Linked DNA regions of Gossypium arboreum: regions 1 and 2 are each linked to region 3. The links are chromatin contacts, called in public Hi-C maps. All regions are on one chromosome and are shown on one strand. The core of a region is the stretch at or near the end of the contact, and the rest is flanking DNA. Distances in the headings are between cores, read along the strand shown.

Evidence for each region. Hi-C and Micro-C count contacts between places; a contact is called where the count stands out from the background.
Region 1: a contact with region 3 is called in a Hi-C map of leaf, with 1.9 times the contacts expected there. The contact joins the promoter of LOC108453417 here to the promoter of LOC108453570 in region 3. A contact is called at or near these places in 2 of 5 Hi-C or Micro-C datasets (both in leaf).
Region 2: a contact with region 3 is called in a Hi-C map of leaf, with 4 times the contacts expected there. The contact joins the promoter of LOC108452977 here to the promoter of LOC108453570 in region 3. A contact is called at or near these places in 3 of 5 Hi-C or Micro-C datasets (all in leaf).

Annotation. Positions count from the first base shown.
Region 1 is chr5:42,255,094-42,258,541 of ASM2569848v2, forward strand. It overlaps LOC108453417 (TATA box-binding protein-associated factor RNA polymerase I subunit B), which reads left to right and starts at 2,187. Exons shown (of 4, transcript XM_017751505.2): 1 at 2,187-2,382; 2 at 3,072-3,448. The coding sequence starts at 3,152.
Region 2 is chr5:42,200,837-42,204,428 of ASM2569848v2, forward strand. It overlaps LOC108452977 (probable methyltransferase PMT2), which reads right to left and starts at 1,611. Exons shown (of 7, transcript XM_017750822.2): 1 at 1,249-1,611; 2 at 423-1,084; 3 at 103-313. The coding sequence starts at 1,067.
Region 3 is chr5:42,072,345-42,075,977 of ASM2569848v2, forward strand. It overlaps LOC108453570 (F-box/kelch-repeat protein SKIP11), which reads left to right and starts at 1,639. Exons shown (of 2, transcript XM_017751742.2): 1 at 1,639-2,127; 2 at 2,673-3,633. The coding sequence starts at 2,807.

The DNA.
Region 1 (3,448 bases), core at 937-3,436, 180 kb after region 3:
TTCTCATAAAATGCAATTTTTCCAACAGTCTCCTCCAAAGCTAACAATATGGTGTCCTTCACATGAACCAAATTAAAAAATCATTCACGTATAAAACCTTCTTTATCAACAAACCCTAATACAATTTCCATTTGTTCTTTCATTGACTCATCACGAGCTTTATCCACTATAATGCAAAAATTTGAATCTCTAATCTCTTTCTGAATAAATCCCTGGATTTTACTTGTCAAAATAGAAAGAATGTCCTTTTGAATAGTTAGATTGACATTTTTTAAGGGCATTTTCTAAGACAATTGACCCCACATCTTCATTTTAAGAAGCCATGAGTTTTATTAGTTCAAGAAAGTTACCTCAATTTCTTGAATCTTGTGCTTCACCGCATCCCTTAAAGGCACAACTTTGAAATACAAGCCACTTGACTGCATCTATTGACACCTTAAGCTATAGTTAATTTCTTGCAACTTGTTCAGAATTTTGTTTCTCAATAATCCTCTCAATATTTTGTAAGAAATTCTGAAGATCAAGATAAATTTTTCATTGCATTCTTATGTAAAGAATTTGCATCCTAGACTTGTAAAAGTATTTCCATGATGCTCAAATGACTTGTTGAAGAGAAAACAAGGAAGGCAATATGCGACATTCTTATTTGGTGAAAACTCGAGCCAATCTGGGAATAACTTGTACCAAGATGGGAAATCGACGTCCATTCTTGTCAATATACTGAGGAGGTTTTAGAGCCTTACTTGGAGGAATCGATTGGTATGACCCAAACTTAATGTAAGCTCGATTGACTTCATATTGTTTATTTTGAGGGTAATCATAAATATATTTTCAAATTTTTGGATCACGCTCTAAAGAAGAAGCATCGAACTCCTTTGTTTCGACTCTTGGCACCTTACAATGACATTCAGGAATTTGAGAAGACTCAATATCCCGTGCAGGAGTTTGAGAAGACTCGATATCTCATTCAAGATCTTGGGATTGAGAAGACCTGGTATCTCGTTGAAGAGCTTGGGAATATATGATATTTGATTTTTCTCCACTAATAATAGAAGGTTGAAGAACCGATTGATTATTATTGCTTTCTGACACCTTTTTCTTGAAAAAAGATTCAATCTTTTTGTTAACCATAATTTAATTGAAAAACCTGAAGATTGTAATAATATATTAAACAATAACATATTAGGAAAAAGAAAAAAATGTTAAATAAATAAAGAACATAATTTATGCAAAAATATTTACTAAGATGTCTTTTGCGTAAGGAGCTTAGAGGAATATAATTTGTATTTTTTTACTCTGTGCTTTTAATCTCAACATCAAACTCCTTTCTTTTTCTCTTAGCAATGTTGGTATATTACCAGAAAAAGATAATTCCTTAGCAATGCATACAAATCAAAATACAAGAAAGTCACTAACTTAATATATATGAGTATGGGCCAAATCTATTAATTTTGGAATTTGGTTTTAAAATTCATATTGGGCCTCTAAGTTTCGTCCTTTCAGGTTCATCATATATTAATATTTGATTATTATTATTAAAGTTATATAATGAAAAAATGAAAATACTTTGTCAATCTAAACTATAACCTTATGGCTTAAGCGGCAAATTATATGAAATACAATTTGATCTAGTGGGCGAATGTTATATAATATGGACACCAAATCTAAAATATATGATAATTTACATATAAAATTCAAAAATCTAAAAATTCCAATGTGCAAGAAGCACAGTTGTAAATGAATATGAATACATGCAGCAAATTTCATGTTGGGTATACACGAAATATAGTTTTTTTTTTTCTTGGGGTATGACACATACATACTCCTTGAATCCCATATTGTGAGTTTTGAGGTTAAATGGGTTTTCTAACTTTAGTTATTCATAGGGTTCTCATTGTTTTGAAATTATGCAGATTTCTTTACATATCCAATTCTAATTTTTAATATTTTATGCATGTTCAGAACTTTGTATAAACATCTTTGCGTGAGGATGGTATGATATGCAAATGCAGTACCATTTTTAATGTTTTATCTTAACAAATTGTTCCTATGTAAGCTTTCACCGGACTGGATTGACAATTAGACTGAAAACTGGCCGGTACATTAACATAGTTGGACCCGGCAACAAAATGAAACAGTTTATTTATGTTTGGACCAAATTATCCTACTCCAAACTCAAAAACCTTTTCTTTTCGGCCCAATTCCATTTTAAAACCTCCCAAACCTCTTTTTCCCAGAATAAAGAAATTGGCTTTGCCCGAGTCTCTTTGTGACTCACCCAAAGCCTCGCCTTCTTCTCTTCGCTCTTGCGCTGCTTCGCGCCGTCTCATTAGTGCCTCCGGCCACCGTCTGAAGCTGCCGTCGTGGTGATATCTGGTAAGGGTGAGAATATTTTTATTTAGTTTAAATAATTATAACTTTTTTTTGCTACTGTTTTAAATTTTTTTACTTTGGATTTTGGATAATGTAGTTTACTGTTTTCATGTTTAAAAATTTTGATTAATTCAATTTTGTAATGTATAATTCATGCCTATGACATTATTGATACTTACATGTATTTAGGAAATTTCAAAATTTTTTTTCTGATTTTTTGTCGAAATTTTCCTGCATTCTCCCTATTTTTCTTTCAGAAGTTTTCTTTTATTATTATTATTATTATTATTATTATTGTTATTATTATTATTATCATCTGTGAACTGGTGATCTGACCAGTTTGACTGCCGGTCCTGTTCCAAAAACCATCACTTCGTATAATAGATGAATAATCCGATTGAATTCACCGATGTGGAAGCATTACATAAACTTCCAATACGAGCACCTGCTGGGGAAATAACCCGATGTGGAATAACTAGGCTCTTACAATCCCTCACTACGTGATATTTTATATACCCGCTAAACAAAAAATATTTGTGGAATAACCTGAATGTTATATTTTCAATGTTTTAAATGGGTTTTTATCTATTTCAGAATGTTATACATTAACTTAAATTACAGTGCACGTTAACTTGTATACACAAATTTTGATTATCTTAACACTAACATATTTCCACTATATTTTGTTTACTATTCAGAGGTAAATTTGTGAACAAAGATAAGCTTGCGGTAATATTTGCTGCAAGTTGTTGAAAGTTTGCTGTCAGCCACTCAACAGATGGAGCAGGATTGCACCCATTGGACTTGCAACTTGTGTGGGAATGTGGGAATGGCTGATGGATCAGATGGCTACTTCTACTGCTTGAGATGTGGGTCTCAGGCTGATGACATCATTGATACGGGTGTTGCTGATGAGGATTTTATTGAAAAGGGTACTCAGGGTGGTGGTGCCCTTTACTTGGCCAGCCATACTCGCCATGCTCGTCAACCCATCCCAGTCCAACCACTCTCACAAGTTGACCCCAAATCTCTAGAATTTTGGTCCCGTCTCACCGAAGAACCCGGAGGCCATGAT
Region 2 (3,592 bases), core at 361-2,860, 130 kb after region 3:
TCAGTCATCCATCACTTAACATCTACTACGACAAATCTTCACTAAAACAACACCTCAAAGGACAAATCTCAAAGGAACACTCGGTTTGAGCATATGACTCACCATTTGCTCCCCATGGAATCAAGCAACGAGAACAATGAGCCATATCAAAAGCTCTGGATGGATATGGCATTTTTATGGTCCCAAGAACACCAATAACAGCAGGAACACCTCTTTCAAGGGCAAACTGAACCTGTGCTTCATGTGAATCTCTTGGCGCAAACGACATGGTAAGGACGTTTCTACTCCACAAGTATGCCCCCCAACTCGCAACCTATATAAAGGAACCAATTTTTAAGATTTATACACCTAAAACAGATCCTCAAAGCTACAAATCAATAGATCATCTGAAAAACTTTGAAGAACATGACAGTATGACATACCCCACAACCGGTATCAAGTGCAGTCCTTACAGTCCCGTTCGTAATCGGGATCACAGCAGCAAGCTGATCAATATACTTATCCGCACCTTGTGGGAACTGCGTTCCTCCACCAGGGAACCTGAATACATTACCCTCATATTGGATCCAGTTCTGAATAGCCTTCTCTACCGTCAAGGCCTTATAGGGAGCATTAGCATAAGGCACATAGTCCCTACTCTTAGGCCAAGGAAACGGGGTCACGTATCCTTTAGGTGCCGGGACAAGACAATGCAACTTCTCTTCCTCCCTGGGACAATGCCTCTCCCGATAGATCATGTTGTCCCTGGGGAAAGTCATGGCACGCTTTTGATCTTGGCAAGGCGTGTAATCAACGTAACGAGGAGGGCAGGGCTGAAAAGACTTGATCTTTTCGGATTCACCGACGTTCCCCACTTCGCCGGCGTGATGGGTTTCGAAGTTCAACGACGGGATGATGTTACAATCGGCGCCGTGTTTGGTTATCTCTAGAGCTATGCTATCCCCTTTGCCGAAACCACTTCGTTGCCATGCTCCTAATATGTAGAAAAAACAACATAATCCAAAAACGATAAATATCTGCACCCAACTCCTTGTTCTACCATCCGCTGAATTCGGTTTCAGTGCCATTTTTTTAAAATAGTAACCTGCAAAATCATAAGGATCCAATGATGGGGAACAAAGATCAGTGGACTTAAACTAGCTAAGAGCTGATTTGAGTAAAAATTGAAAAAAAAAAAAGAATCTTTAAATCAGAAGGAAAAATATAAACCCATGATGGAAGGAAGGAAAGAAGTGTCAGATGAGTTACCAATCGCATGAATAGATGAAATCAGCGGGTGAAGATCTCTAAGAAAAGAGAATTAAATGATGGAAGGGAGATTTTCAGAGCTTGGAAGGGAAGGAAAGGGAGAGACGTGTCAATAAAACACTGAAAAGTTTTTAAGAAAAAAAAAAACCTGCTTTCCTCCAAAAGAAATCTTCGATAATATTAAACTCGAAGAAGAACGATCACCATGAAAACAAGGTTTAAAGAGAAAAGGGTTTTAATTATATAAATAGGGATTGATTGGGATAAAAGAATCCCAAATTTCGACTTTATCTTTTGTCTTTCAATTTGTCGTGAATCCTAGTTTTGGGTTTATAAATACAATCTAAGTCTCCTAATTACAAGAAACACAGAGATCTCGCTTTATTTTTAATCTTCCTTATGTTTTAGTTTAAATATAACCTCAGTCCCTGTATTCTTCAACTTTTTACAATTTAGTCTCTATTATTTAATTTTAAAATATAATCATTATTTGAATTGAAAACCGAAGTCCAATCCATAATATTATTAATAGGTACATATGATATTTAAAAAAAAAATTATAAACCAACTAATTGTATTAAAGACATAAAGTGATTAAAGTTCAAAAAATTACAGGGACTGAGAGAACATTTAGACCTTATATTTTGGTGTTATTAAAATGGACCGGGGTCGATTCGTTCGGTTCGGTTCCGGTGTTAATAAAAACGGTGCGCTAATACGCATTGGGAGAAGAGAGAGCAAAGGGGGACCCACGCGCTAAGAAAGAAAGGTTAGGAATTGATAGGGAAAAAAAGAAAAAAAGGTAAAGGGGTGGGTCCCATGCCCCCATACGGATCCAGATTTACGTTTAAAGAGGCGGTGATTGATAATCAAGTTGCACATCAACTAATATGGAGCGTAGGATGGGAAATCATAAAATCAAATGGTGGTTAATGTAAATGATCATAAAAATATCTGTATCAGACAACTTGTATATTGATACAGAAAGCTATTGAGGTTAAACTGCTTTGATTTGGTTTGTTGAAGGCCTAATTTCGGACAATGATTTCCTTTTTCTTGTTCTTTTTTTTTTAACACACATAACCGAGTAAAGGTAGCATAAATACAAGGGGTTAGAAGTGTTATTATCCCTTTTAACCAGGACGGCCTAAATCCTGCCTCTCTGTCCCCTTTTTTATCATTTTATTCTCTTTTTTAATACCATGTCGGTGTTTTTACAAAAGAAATATCTAATGGAGGGTTAAATTATTTTATTTATTTTTATTTTTAAAATAAATAAAAGTACGTTCTTTATAAAAAAATATTAATTTAAAAATAGAATTGTTAAACTTAACAAGTAACGTCGAAAGTTGATAAATATTTTATAGGAATATATCAAAAGGATATTAAAAATTCATAGTAAAATTTTAAAGTTGATTGTAAAATAAAAAAATACATTATTTACCAAATATTAACTCTTAAATTAATAGTTTATTATTAAATAACTAATTTTAATTAATTGCTCAATAGTATTTAATATACATTTGTAATTAACTCAGAATTTCTTAGATTCTAGTTGTAAGATCCAAATAAACAAACATATAAATATATAAAAGTTGAAAAATTAAATATCAACTTCTCTTGGGAAAAAATAAAAAAATAATGAATTAACTTCCATCCATAACATTCAATTGATGTAAAATTGTTTAAAAGACTGTGCTCATCCAAAACATTTGAAAACTCTCTAAAAAAAACTCACATTATCTTTTTAGAGATAATGAATGAGATATGGAAGAGTAGTTATTAAATCACATAAAACTTTTTTGAATGAGATATGGATGAGTAGTTACTATCAAACTCTCTCACACCCTATTTAATCTTCCAAAGTTAAAAATTCCATAAATAATTACCTAAACATATAAAGTTATTTAATTTTACATTATAAAATTAAGGACCACTAATATATTTAAAATATTTATTTAATAAATAAATATTCTAGCATTCTCCCATTCACCCGAATTTTATAACAATATTCTCAATAGTAGTATTATACATAATATATTTAAGTAGAAGAATAGATTCACACGAATCATGGTGGTAAGTTCTCATTTAACCGAATATTTCTTCGATGTATTACAATGCAAATTTTCTTCTTCTAAATAAACTTACAAACATATCTAGATGTTGATTTTCAAGAATCTACACAACTAGCTAAATATGAGTTTTAATATCAAACAGCTTCTATAATGTGAAATTGCCTATATGTAAGTATGTAGTTTTTAGTTTCTTGAAGATATCTCATCATTTTGTTTGCAACTCTCTAATGGTCTTATCCTAAAATTGCTTTGATATCTTCTCAAAATTC
Region 3 (3,633 bases), core at 389-2,888:
TTTGCCTTTCTTAAGCTGTTGGGATGTTTATATATATACTACGGATGTTTTTATATTAAATGTTAAATTATATTTTTTTAATAAATTAATTCTTATACGTTAGATCAAAGAGTAAATTAGTCATATATTAAAATTTTTATTTATTTTTACTACTAAAAATTGATCTCTGTATGTCAATATGAGGCATTTGTAGCACATCACATGTCACTATTTAGTTATACTATTAGTAAACATGTTCACGGGTCAGGTTACCTCCCAAAATTTGAGAGGGTTTGGGAAAAAAACTTAGCCCTGAACCTGAATCAACCCATTTTAAATTTATTATACTTTATATTATGTTATTTTTATATATTATGTAATTTAGGACAAGTTAAAAAAAATAAACTTATACTAAATATATAATACTATTCTAATGTAAACATTAAAATAATATTAAGATGACTATATAAAAATTTTAATAAATAAAAATGAATAAAATTATTAAATATTAAAATAAAAAATATATATTTTTTAAAAATAATATGGGCGGGAGTTAGTCTTTTATAAATATGGGCAAGTTTGGACAAAATTTTTAGCCTGGATTTCGGGTTGGGTTCGGGCAAGTATAAAGTAAACTAGTATCATGCTTAGACTCGACTTGGTCCATGAGTACCTCTAGCTATTATCCATACAAATTTTTAACAATAGAAATAAATGAAATTCTTTATAACAAAAAGGATCGATTTGTTCTTCAATTTAATGTGTAGAAACTAATTTATCAATTTTCTTAGTAGAAGAGATAAAATGCAATTTGACACCTAATTTATCTATTTACTTATTTTTACCCTATGTATGAATTTTATCTAAATTAATCTTAATTAAGTTTGGATAATGTTTTGTAATAATTGATTTTGAATTTAATTATTAGATTGTGTAATATGTATACTTGTAATTGTGATTATAATTATATTTAAAATAAAAAAAAACTACAAATTATGAAACCTGCCATTTAAAAAAAGAAATTATTAAGAAAATACAATTTGTTTCCTTTTATGAAAAGAAAAAAAGAAAGAACTACAACTAATAATGGAAACAAATTAAATAAATTTAGAAAAATTGAGTGATAATTATGATTAGGATGGATAATGTTAATTTTATAGTTTGAGAAGTGAATTGGATAATTACTTAATCAGTTTTATCCTTAATATTATCCCACAAAATGGATTCAACCCAATTCACTTTTAAAAAAAAAATATTCTCTAAATTTTAAAAGAAAAGAAATAAAAGAAATATATTCTGTAAATGTATATCTGTATAAATTTTATCACGTTGTGTACGACTTTAGGAGTTAAGTGTTGTATATTTGTACTTATTGACACGTAAAAGAAATAGTAACAAACATCGGGGTAAAGGAGTATTCAAACTAAAACAAAAGAGAGGGACTGTTATCACCTTTATATATTCTGTTCATATTCATGTATATCACTCTAATAAGGCACGTGTCTCAACCGGCTTTCACCGGTTAACAGTTGCTTCCCCTCCTTCGTTGACCACCGCCCCGCCCCACCACAACTCATATAGGGTTAGCCTTTGAACACTAGAACTATTTTTTATTTTATTTTATTTTTAATTAAAATAATTATTAAAAACTACGGTTTATATATAATTAAAATATTATCCATGATCTGGAGCTGTTTCTTCCAGGACTGATATTAACCATTACCAACACCTTACATTAAATGCCTCCTTTTATAATATTCCGAATACCATTTATAAGAAAGGTTTAAATTTTATTTAATAAAACAAAATCCAGATGTTTTTATATATAAATTTTCATGGGGGAGTTAAAATAGAGAGGGGGAAGGGAGAGAGAGAGAGAGAGAGAGAGAGGTGAGCTTTTAAAGATATTTGGTGGCAAAGCCCCCTGGCTGTGATTTGCAGAGAGAATCAAAAGGACAAAAAGGCAGCGCAGGCTATGTAGAAAAAAACCCAATGAACTCCTCACCCTAAGAAACAACAACAATACTTTAAAGCAGAGATTTGGATAGCGCTAGAGCTAGAGACAGTGTGTTCATTTTTACCCAAAAAGAACACAAAATCCATACCCAATTTTTTGCTTCTTCTCATTTCTTCCTTCTTATCCATTCAGTAAGTCTTTCCACAACCTTATTATTATTAGTATTCCTTCTGTCACTTATTTCCTTTTTTTTGTTTTTGTTTTTGTTTTTGTTTTTGTTCATGTATATGTTTATGTTTTTAAGCACTGTGTTTTTCTCTAATGAAGATTACTGAAACTATCAATAGATCCAATTCGTCTTTTTTTTTTTTTTGGTATTCTCTTCGTTTGCATCTAGCAGTCCAAATTTTTTTCTCGGTTAGTGCTTATGTTATTTGAAATTCTGAGATCTGGTACCTCTTTTTCTTCAGATTGTTTGATCATAAATTTTTTTTCTTACTTTCTTTCCTCTTCCTTTTTTTACTGAATTTTAAGGTTTATTTTTTTTACACAATACAGACCAGAGAAAACGAAAAGAAAAAAAAAACCTGCCTCTGAAATTTCGTTTTTCTTTTAATTAACTTGGATCGCCTTTATTTAATTCAATTTTCTGTTTATTTTTTTTCTTTAATGTTCAAAATTGAAACTGTTGTTTATTTTTTGGTTCTTGAATAGGTTGAATTGCTAATCTTTGCAGCGCATAAATATATATTTTCCCGGCTGGGCGAAAAAAAAAAACTTTCTGTTTCTACAGTGATTTGAAATTTCTTCCCATTGTTGCGATTTTGGGAGTTATTCCCTTTTGGAAATTGGGAGGGGAGCGAAAGTGTGATGGTGGAGAATCGATCCTGCAAGTCGTGTTTGGTGTTGGCAAGCTCCTCTCAACAAGAAACCGACTGGCCTTACATGTTCAATGGGAAGCGTCCGCTGCCTCTCGAAATCTCCGGATCCGATGCTTGTCATCAGGAAACCAAGTTGCCTAAGCTCTTCTCCAACGATACTAGTCGATATGAATCTTCTTCGGATTTGGATGTGTTAATCCAACCGATTGGGAGGGACAACTCCATCAATTGTCTGATTAGATGCTCGAGATCCTATTATGGTTCCATTGCCTCGTTGAATCGGAGTTTCCGATCCGTAATCAGGAGCGGAGAGATCTACAAGTCAAGGAGGCAGAAGGGTGTTACTGAACATTGGGTTTACTTCTCTTGTGACCTCCTTCAATGGGAGGCATTTGATCCAATCCAATGCAAGTGGATGCATTTGCCACCGATGCCTCCCAATGGTTGTTTCATTTTTGGGGACAAGGAATCCTTGGCAGTGGGAACTGAGTTGCTTGTATTTGGGAAGGAACTGAATTCCCAAGTGATATATAGATATAGTATTTTGACAAACTCTTGGACTTTCGGGACTAGTATGAATTCTCCTAGGTGCTTGTTCGGGTCAGCTAGTCTTGGAGAGATTGCGATTTTAGCTGGTGGTTGTGATTCTCAGGGTAACATCCTGAGCACTGCAGAAATGTACAATTCCGAGACTCAGAAGTGGGAGACTCTCCCAAGCATGAATACCCCAAGGAAGATGTGCAGTGGGGTATTTATGGATAAGAAATTCTATGTAATTGGGGGAACTGGTGGAGCGGGAAATGATGCAAGGGTTCT